Linked DNA regions of Mus musculus: regions 1 and 3 are each linked to region 2. A link is a contact called in public Hi-C data. All regions are on one chromosome and are shown on one strand. Each heading gives the region's core, a stretch centred on a gene start, on an enhancer-like site or on the middle of the called end of the contact. The rest is flanking DNA. Distances are from core to core; before and after follow the strand shown.

The links. Hi-C and Micro-C count contacts between places; a contact is called where the count stands out from the background.
Region 1: a contact with region 2 is called in a Hi-C map of pancreatic cancer cells. The contact joins two enhancer-like sites. A contact is called at or near these places in 2 of 39 promoter capture datasets (cranial neural crest and maxillary cranial neural crest), 1 of 484 Hi-C or Micro-C datasets (pancreatic cancer cells), 1 of 115 datasets of contacts at active chromatin or transcription factors (the NIH/3T3 cell line) and 1 of 9 other capture datasets (adipose tissue).
Region 3: a contact with region 2 is called in a Hi-C map of muscle stem cells, with 2.8 times the contacts expected there. The contact joins two enhancer-like sites. A contact is called at or near these places in 1 of 39 promoter capture datasets (cranial neural crest), 4 of 484 Hi-C or Micro-C datasets (adipose-derived mesenchymal stem cells, cerebral cortex, cortical neurons and 1 more) and 2 of 115 datasets of contacts at active chromatin or transcription factors (bone marrow-derived macrophages and embryonic forebrain).

Annotation. Positions count from the first base shown.
Region 1 is chr11:85,490,926-85,494,109 of GRCm38.p6, reverse strand. The region is part of intron 13 of Bcas3 (breast carcinoma amplified sequence 3); the gene reads right to left. Among named protein-coding and RNA genes, the nearest start is that of Bcas3, 140 kb to the right of the region's middle. Within about 2 kb of position 1,644, at least 69 of the 459 cell types and tissues checked have an H3K27ac peak or open chromatin away from gene starts, as enhancers often do.
Region 2 is chr11:86,049,596-86,052,549 of GRCm38.p6, reverse strand. No RefSeq gene overlaps it. Among named protein-coding and RNA genes, the nearest start is that of Gm20759, 27 kb to the right of the region's middle. Within about 2 kb of position 1,554, at least 88 of the 459 cell types and tissues checked have an H3K27ac peak or open chromatin away from gene starts, as enhancers often do. A contact at or near this core is called in muscle stem cells, where this site is marked.
Region 3 is chr11:85,522,564-85,525,799 of GRCm38.p6, reverse strand. The region is part of intron 15 of Bcas3 (breast carcinoma amplified sequence 3); the gene reads right to left. Among named protein-coding and RNA genes, the nearest start is that of Bcas3, 170 kb to the right of the region's middle. Within about 2 kb of position 1,434, at least 82 of the 459 cell types and tissues checked have an H3K27ac peak or open chromatin away from gene starts, as enhancers often do. A contact at or near this core is called in muscle stem cells, where this site is marked.

The sequences.
Region 1 (3,184 bases), core at 395-2,894, 560 kb after region 2:
ATCATTTTTCGAGACAGGGTTTCTCTGTGTAGCCCTGGCTGTCCTGGAAATCACTCTGTGGACCAGGCTGGCCTCGAACTCAGAGATCCTCCTGCCTCTGCATCATCCCCAAAGCACCTAAATCTTTAGCCTAATGACACAAGAGCGCTGGGGGAAGGCATGTCCCACCACAGGCTGGCGCTTTAGAATTATTTTAAGTGGGCTGGGGAAGAATGAGAACACGGTTTCCAGCTACCGTAAATTAGCAGTTGAGTTTCCCGTTTTTGAGGAAATCCCAGGGTTGGCAGAGCCATAGTGCAACAGATGGAAATGGCCTTCTTGGTCATGGTATCTGCCCTTCTAGGGAAATAAGAAAATTCTCTTTTTAATATTGAGCTTTAAGCTGTTGTTCTGAGAAATAATCCCTTTTTATTCTAAATTGACTGTTCCATAGTGCATGCTGCACACACCTAACTTCCAAGGTCTGTTCTTTTCTTTTATTGTGTTGAGTGTTTTGTTGACACACAGTAATAAAGGGCATGAGTAAGTGGCACAGAAGTAAGGCCTATCACTAACATGGGAGGATACAGTCCATCTAAAGGTGAGATTTCCCTGGCTAACCATTTTTCTGGCTATATACATTTTAATCAATGAAAAGTAGCAACCATTATATTAATTTAATAATGGGTAATAATTAATAGACACATTAGGTTCTCTCCCACCATATCTAGGAATGGCCATGAGGTGCCCTCACATGCCTGTCTTACTGAGAGCCACCCTGTGTGTGTCTATGCTCCGTCCCAGCCATGCTGAGACTCAAGGCATGCATGCTGTTCCCACTCCTGCTTTCTGCTCAGTCACAGAAGTCTGAATAAGCCAACTCAGCTGCCATCTTCTGATTCTACCTTTCCACAAAAATCAGTTTGGGGCACTTAACAAACAACAGAAACATTTTGTAATGGGAGAGAGAGAGGGAGGAAGGGAGGGAGGGAGGGAGAGAGGGAGGAACGGAGGGAGGGAGGGAGGGAGAGGGAGAGGGAGAGGGTGAGTGTGTGTGTGTAAATGTACACTCACAACATTCTCCTCAGAATGAGCATGTAAATGAAGGGCTGACTGAATCAGGCCACTACTGTTCTACATGTGAGTAGCAATCACAGCTGAGCATTTTAAATATGGTCTTTCTGGTTGTTTCTAAGTCAACCTCTCTTGTAGAGCAATAGTCCTTACCATCTGCACCTCTATATGCACACAAATCCTACCTCAGATGCTGTCCTCTTCCATTCATCCAAATTTGGCTTCCTAGTCTGTAATGAGTCTATACGCTCCACAAAACGTTTAGAACATAAGCACTTGAAAAGGCAGAGGAAAGGAAGAAACAGCTAGTGCCTGTCTACAGAATCAAGTGCTTTTCTTAATATACAGTTTCCTCTTTTACATACGTACTGAAAACAGTAAGCTCTTTTTTTTTTTCTGGAAAACAAGTTTTAAAGCACATATACATAAAAGGAAAAAGTCATACAGCATAGACTGCGGCTTGAGAACTATTTATGCAGCATCAGAAGACTAAACCAGACGCTGGCCTGGCCATAAACTAAACCCACGCCCCAAACGAGGTGCCAAGCCACAAAAAGCATTTGCGTCATCTGGGAATACAAGGAAAAGAAGGGCTTCTAATTATAGGGCCTGGAAGCGGAAGCCCAGAGTGATTAGCTATTTAGGCGCTGCTGTGTGTTTATCTGGAAGCTTCCTCTCGCTCACTTGAAGCCTCAAGTTTGATAGATGAGCTTCAGTGTTGGCGGGTGGGGGCTGACGCCCTGATAGTACGTGGTGTTCTCTAGCGTCTGAGGGGGCTGCAGAGAGTGAGCTTAGCTGAGGCTGTTGTGGCTTCTGCAGAGCTAAGTCTTTTCACATGGGCGAAGCTGGTCAGACCAAAGAGTGAAATTAAAGACTAGCAAAACAGCAGTGAGCACAGGCTATAAAATCTTGGAAACATGATTTGCCCTTTTTTCCAAAATCCTATTTATAACACCTATCTAATTGAATGGTTCTTCAACATGTACACACACGGGAATTCAAAGACAAATTACCAGTTATTCACACTCTCTTCCAAAAGAGTCATAAGCAGAGGACAGGGTCAGACACAAGTCTTAATGGGACATCACACTGTAGTACTCATAAAACAAGATTTACCAATTATATTTTATCATTAATTTTTGCAAGGTGTTATATCTGACCTATACTTGTAAACTTTCAGTGGCACAAAGTCAAATTTGTAAAATAAATAAAAAGTAGAATCTCAGTATTGATAGAAAACCAGTGGTCTCAAAGCTCAAAGTCCCCAAGTACACAGAGTCCACTTCTGAATTGCTTTCTCCCACCACAGTTATCTGTCTGTCTCTCTGTCTCTCCCCCTCTCGGAAGCTTTGGTTTTGTTGTTGTTGTTTGTTTGTTTTTGTTTGCCATGTTGTAGCTAGAGCCACATAACGCACGCTCCCTATTTCCGGCCTAAGCATCTAACCCTAGAGCATGAATTTCTCCAGCAGTCACTTAGGCTTTTTAAAGACACTGATAATCAACCCCATCAATGTACTCTTCCGATTTAGGAAACAAGAATGTAAATCTTTATAAAATGCACTACAAAACATCCTGTGAGAAACACTGAAGGAAACAGCGCTAAGAAAACAAAAGAGATGATTGAGTTGATGTCATTCCTAGAGTTGTCTATATCTGTAACCAACATAGGTTCAAAAGAAGGACGATATTACACACATACATTGCACTTCTGACTCATTTTTTCCTTTAACATACATGCAGCCACCTAACCTCAGCAGTTAGAGAATAAAAGATTGAACTCTGAGGTTTTTAGGATTATGGAAGTGCCTATGGCTCTCTCCCTCCGGTTTCAGTGTTGAACACTGTGACCTGGGCATGCCTGCACCAACAAAACGCCAGGCCTCAGGCCTGAGCTGCACAACAGAGCCTATGTCATAATCCCCAAAATAATTACTGTAACGTTACAATCTGCAGTAGGTCTGTGTTATCAAATAGAAAATTGTAATATACTTATATTTAAGTATATGTTTATAAGTCCCTTATTTTTCCAAATGTTTAAGTTATTCTTATTATACATCAGAATATATTCCTATTTTCTTGAGCCTTATTACAATGAATGTATTCATTTTTAAGAGCTCATTTTTATGAGTCT
Region 2 (2,954 bases), core at 305-2,804:
AACAACACTTGAACCCTGGAATTAAGGCCAGCCTGTCTCATAACAAAAAACCTATGTGCAATCAGGACTACTTTTAAAGAAAATTAACATGATTATTTCTGTGATATGCCTTCTCTAAATCATATTTAACCTTATTTTCAGGAATAGTCTTAAAGCTTTGTCTGAGACTATTGGGCTGATAAAAATCTAAAGTGTTCCTAAATGCTAGTTAGATTAGATTTAACAAAATCCCTTTGTCAGAGCTTAAGTGAGTCAGTACGGAGCAGAAACAAAAATGTGTGTTCTCTATGATAGTTCTGCTTACACTCTCCCAAATGACAGCAGCTCGCTGGGCTTTCCTAAAGATTGAACGTAAGTTAGTTGCTAAATTGCTTACGGTTTTCTGAAATTTTTAAGTGAATAAGTCTTCTTTTTCATTTTCATGGGAATTCTGAACTGAAAAGCAATATTGAAATTATTTTTTTTAAATAATTTCACTGGTCTGGAGCTGGGTTTCAAGCACTGGCTGCTCTTCCGGAGGACCTGGGTTCGATTCCCAGCACCCACATGGCAGCTCAAAGCTGTCTGTAACTTCAGTTCCAAGGGAACCAACACCCTCTTCTGCCTCCTCAAGAACCAAGCATATACATGGTACACAGAGGGAAAATCACATCTCTTAAAGAAAATTCTCACCATCCTAAAAATTTCGAATTAAAAACCAAGCCAGAACCTCAAGTTCAGTTTATTCCAAAACAAAGAACTGTGCAAATATCCACACCATGCTGGCACAGACAAGGCATTGATCCATCTGTTTCTGATCACCACTGCAAAGAGAACTGCGGCAAAGGTTTGGGAATCCACTCCTGTGTTAGCAGGCTCAGCCTGTGAGGAGGATGGGCAGTAACTCATGGGGACAGCTCACGGGATAAAAGGGAGGGGGCTTTAGCAGCTGTTCTGAAAAGACAATAGCGGTGCCTGTATACAAATGACCTCATCCCCTTTGTGTGGACTTACCACATTGCTTACCACCTGTTGTGCTTTCCCAACTGATTCCCAGAAGGTTCATCATGTTCCTTTCTATCCTGCTAATATCTGTCTCTAATGTTGGCTAGCAGTGACTAGTATGTATTTACCCCAGACCTCGAGCGTACCCTGAAATACACGGCTACATTCCATGCATTTCTGGCAGCTATTATGTCCCTGTTTTCAAAACTCAGTAGATCCACTTAAACTCTCTTTGCCTGTTTAAAACAAACATAGCAAGTTCTATGATAATATCCACCAATTGACACTTTATATGAAAGACTCAGCTAAAACATGAAGTTTTCCCTGCTGCCTTTCCTCTCAAAAGTGACCCATTCAGGACAAATTTCAATGTTTACTTTGCTTACAAATGCCTGCAGGAACATATGGTCAGATCATATGGTTCTAATCATTTTTCCCTCTCGTACTTTGCAGCTTTGCCCAATTTCAATATTTTTTCTGGAGTTGGGAATTCTTTCTTGTGGTAATGTACTCATTTATCAAAAAATGAATATGTGGTTGTAAGGAATTTCGGGCTTATTGCAATATGGGAGATTGTAAGACGTTCTTCTGAGAACTCCAACTTTGCTCAGTCTCATGGTTGTACACAATCCAGTCCATGTTCAGCTGAGTACCCTTGAGGTTGAAGTGAAGGGCCGTGTTGTTACTTCTTCTCTGAGTGGCCTTGTTAGTGTCTTCTCGGTTATGGGTCTCCACTTCTCTTTGTAATCAATGCATGGTGACTTCCAGCATAACAGTTCCATCCTAGATAAAGCGGAGGCGATGGGAAGCCAAGATAAGTGAGAGAGGTTTCCTTTTGGCCTGCTGTCTCTTCCAGGCCAAGAGCACTAATGTTCTACACTCCACTGATTACTCTGGAAGGCTGGATCACTGAGTCATCTGGCATCTGCAGCTCTCACGTCCTCCATAAAAACTTGTAATTGAGGCTAGAGAGATGACTCAGGTTAAAAGCACTCTGAGCCCTTTTAGGGAACCTAATTTGGTTTCCAGCACTTGAGGTAGGTGGTTCACAACATCCTATAAGTATACTCTAGGGAAGCCAAGCTTAGTGGTACATGCAGAGGCAGGAAGAGCTCTGTGAGTTCAAGGCCAACCTGCTCTGCATAGTGAATACCAGGGCTGCAAAGCTACATAGTTAAGACCCTGTCATGATGATGATAATGATGATGATAATTTAATATTAAACCTTCTGGACTCTTTTGGGTACCTGCTTTCACATACATATACCCCTACACACGTGTACACAACTACACACAAATAATATCTTTTTTTTTTTAAGATAACACTTTAGCAGGGCATGCCTGTAATCCTAGCTCTCTTGAGGCTAAGGTAGGAGCTACAGTGTACTTATGTATAATAATAAATACATCTTTGGGCTTGAGCAAGCAGGGACTGAGTGAGTGGGGCCGACTGGAGCAAGCAGAGGTCCTAAAAAAATTCAATTTCCAACAACCACAATGAAGGCTCACAACATCTGCACAGCTACAGTATACTCACATACATAAATAAATAAATCTTTAAAAAATAATTCATAGAGCAACTGTGGGGATAAAATTTATACATCAGGCATTTTTAAGAACCCATCTATAATCTTTTGTACCATGTTAAACTCCAGACTCTTACAGCTTTTCACCAAAATAGATCAAGCTGCTGCTTTTCAAAAGGTGTTTCACAGTCTTCACATCCAATTCCACTTTTTATCAGACACTCCCAAATGGAACTGAGATGTTGAATCTAGTATGAAAAGTTTTAAAATATTTTGTAGGCATGGAGACAGGTTTATCTTTAAATGGCACCTGGAATAGCCAGCCACTTACAGTGTAGAAATTGCATAAACCAGCTCATATTTATGTATCCTGTATCTTTTCATTGGGGCTGAAATAACTGGCCTTAGACACTACTGACTCAAGGGTGAGTTTATATATGTTTGC
Region 3 (3,236 bases), core at 185-2,684, 530 kb after region 2:
TATACTACAAAGCTCACAGGCAAATGGATTACGTTGAGGATGAAAATGGACAGAGGGGAAGCACCAGCGTGCTTTGTGGCTGCTCCGGAGGAGCGGCATCCCAGGTCAGGTTTGCAGAGCGTCATATTCCCAAACCAGTCATCATTAACGGACTCACTTCCACAGGAAAGGAAAAAAAGCCAAGAGTCTGAAAACTCCGGACAAAAGAAATCCCTGCAGACAGAGTAAAAACAAATTAAAAGACCCATTATAAAACACAGATGCTACAAGGAAAATAAACTTTCCAAGATTTACTGGGCTTTGACAAACCCGGACATTTGTGGAAAAGCCATCAACAGCAACTCCCAGGTAATGTGGGAGGAAGCTTGGCTCCTTTCTGCTTTATCTTTAGCCTCTGTGCAGAAGCTGCCAGGACTGGATTCCCAGCTTCTGGATGCAGGGAAGTGAGAACATGTGAACGAGGCAAACTGCCAAGCACGAGACATTTCTAAGGGAAGCAAGACCCCGAAAGTGCTGAGCACTTCACATTCTGCTGAACGCTAGAGCTACTATCAGCATACTCTGTGCATGGACTTCTTCAGGACACGTGAGAGGAAACGAATGAACAAATGAATGAGGCCATCGCTCCTCCTGATCCTCTTTGCTGCCCAATCACACCATGAAGTAAGGAAAAGAAAACCACCAAGCATGATGTGCAGCAGTCACAGCTCTGGAATCTCCTGCAAGGGGGAACTCAGAGTGGGAGACAGCCGAAAACCCGTGCCAGGTTAGCAGAAGCGTGAGATACACGTGGTCATGAGTGGGAGCCTTAGAAAGACTCCTTAAGAAAGAGGGCTGTGAGAAAGAACACAGACAACGAACAATGGGGTGTCCGGTGAGCCTCTTAGGAGGTCACTGGGGATCCGAGGACAAACAGGCATAGAGATGTTAAGATTCCTTTACAAGAGCAAATTAGCGTGCCCATGGGACAGCATAGTTAGGAGGTCTGCAGTTTTCTGGGTTTTCCTGTGCTCCTTAGACATAGGGCCCTAACCCACATCAGGCATCAGGCAGGCTATTTAAAAGGGCTTATGACAGACACCATCCATGTCTCAGCAAACCAGATGCCTCAGTCCAGTCCGTTTTCATCAATCTCCACAGACTAAAGGGATCTGCCACAGTTGAGGGGCTCTGCTTCTCACCCCATCAAGCTCCTGGCTGCAAGTAATGGAAATTGTATTTGGAAATTAAAATAACAAGGGTACCCCTCAAACCCAAACTCGCGGGTTCCTGGCACTCCCAACCCTATAGAAACATCCTTTCTCCCAATATTTCCTCATCTCCATCCTCCTCCCAACACTCTCGCTATTCTGAGGACAGCGTACAAGCGTCCTCCTGTCTACCCAGTCCCAGAGGAAAGCTGGGTAAGAAGCGCTCAGAGCCTCTGCGCATGCGCACAGTCCGTCCCACACAAAAGCAAAACTGCCGGTCTGCTTTTACTATCCGGCCCTGGACTTGGCGGGTATAAAGCAGCAAAATTTACCAAAGAGTTTTAAGTTAATTCTGGAGTTGAAAAGTTGACTTCTTGACTCTGTTAAAAAGAATACAATGGTAGCTTGTCCTAAAACAATCACTGGATAGCTGAGCTCTGCAAAGCTAGAAAGCATGCTTAGCTCTTGCTTGTGGTCTAATTTAACATTAAAGCATTCTCAACTAAATCTCAACTATTATTTAATCAAAATCAAATAAAATCCTTTAAAACATATATATGTATATTTATTTTTTTTAAGTGCTCAGTACAAACTGGAATTTCTAGTATATGGGTTGCTTTTGGTCAGAAAGGGAGTGTCTGTCCCTCCCTCCCTCCCTCCAGCTCTGCTCTCCCTCCCTCAGGCCCCTAGCCCGCCTCCTTTCCCTCACAGATGAGGATGACAAGCTTCCCAGCTGCAGTTCCTGGACTCTCAGCCTTCTTTCTGACCTTTTCTCAGGCATGTTCCAGTATATTCTGCAATCTACTCAGTAGGAAAAGGAAACAGCAGCGCCCTGGTGTGAGACAGTGCCTTCTGACCCGCAGACCAGGCTGCACAGGCCTGGGATCTCAGCAGGAGATGGAAGGAAAGAAAATTAGCTCTGGACATGGAGGCTGGACACGCTTTACCAAACAACTGCGCGGACTTAAACAGAGGCAGAATCTCCAAGGATGATCCCAACTGCAGTTCTTATTGCTGTGATTGTTGCTCCTTGGGAAGGCAGCAGATGACAAAACATTGCAACAGAAATCTAGCAAAAGCATTGGTTGCTTTTTCTAAGAAAGCTTCCTGGTACCACAGTAACCACTACGGGTACAGAGGAGGAAAACAATCCATGTTTTTCAGGTGGAGACAGTTATTAGTGATGTTCTGCTACAGCACACAGAATGGTCCAGAACTCACCATCTGGTGTTCTCCAGTGTCAAGGAGAATTAAAAGTATACCTCCAAGAGAATTGGTGGTCTGCCATCATGTGACTGTTTTGAACATATATTTATACATAACACATTATACTTGTGTCAATAGCACAACAGTTAATTCTCTAGCTGTTCTCTCCTGATTCTCAGAATATCCTCACCTGTTCCTTACTCTTAAAGTACTGTATGCTATTTTAATGTGTAATACAAGTACTTCCTGGAAGCTAAAATGAATTTTGGATTTAGGAGCCTGATTTATAAGAGTAAAATTTAAAAAGAAAGTCACTATTACAAAGCTTGTATGTACAGTAAGTATAATTTACTCTAAAAGGGCAGTTTGTGGCTAGAATGAGGGGTGAGGAGAAGTAGGGAGAAATAAGGCTGCCAGGGGGTTGTACCAAGGAGCTGGGATGGCTACATGGCTCTAGTACACAGAGGGAGAAAAGAACACAAAAGAGAAAATGGGAGAAATTCTACTGAATTAAAAAAAAAAATTGAACAACATTTTAACATTAATAAAAAACGTTTATTTACTTATTTATTTCGGTTTTACGAGAACAGGGTTTCTCTGTGTAGCCCTGGCTGTCTTGGAACTCACTCTGTAGACCAGGCTGGCCTCGAACTCAGAGATCCGCCAGCCTCTGCCTCCAGAGTGCTGGGATAAAAGGTGTGCGCCACCATGCCCGGCTAGTAAAAAACTTTTAAGTAAGTGATCTATTCATGACCACACAAACAAACAAGTTAATATCAAATGAATAAAAACCGTGGCACGTTCCTTCACTCCTTCAGTTTATTATCTCAGAGCACCCTA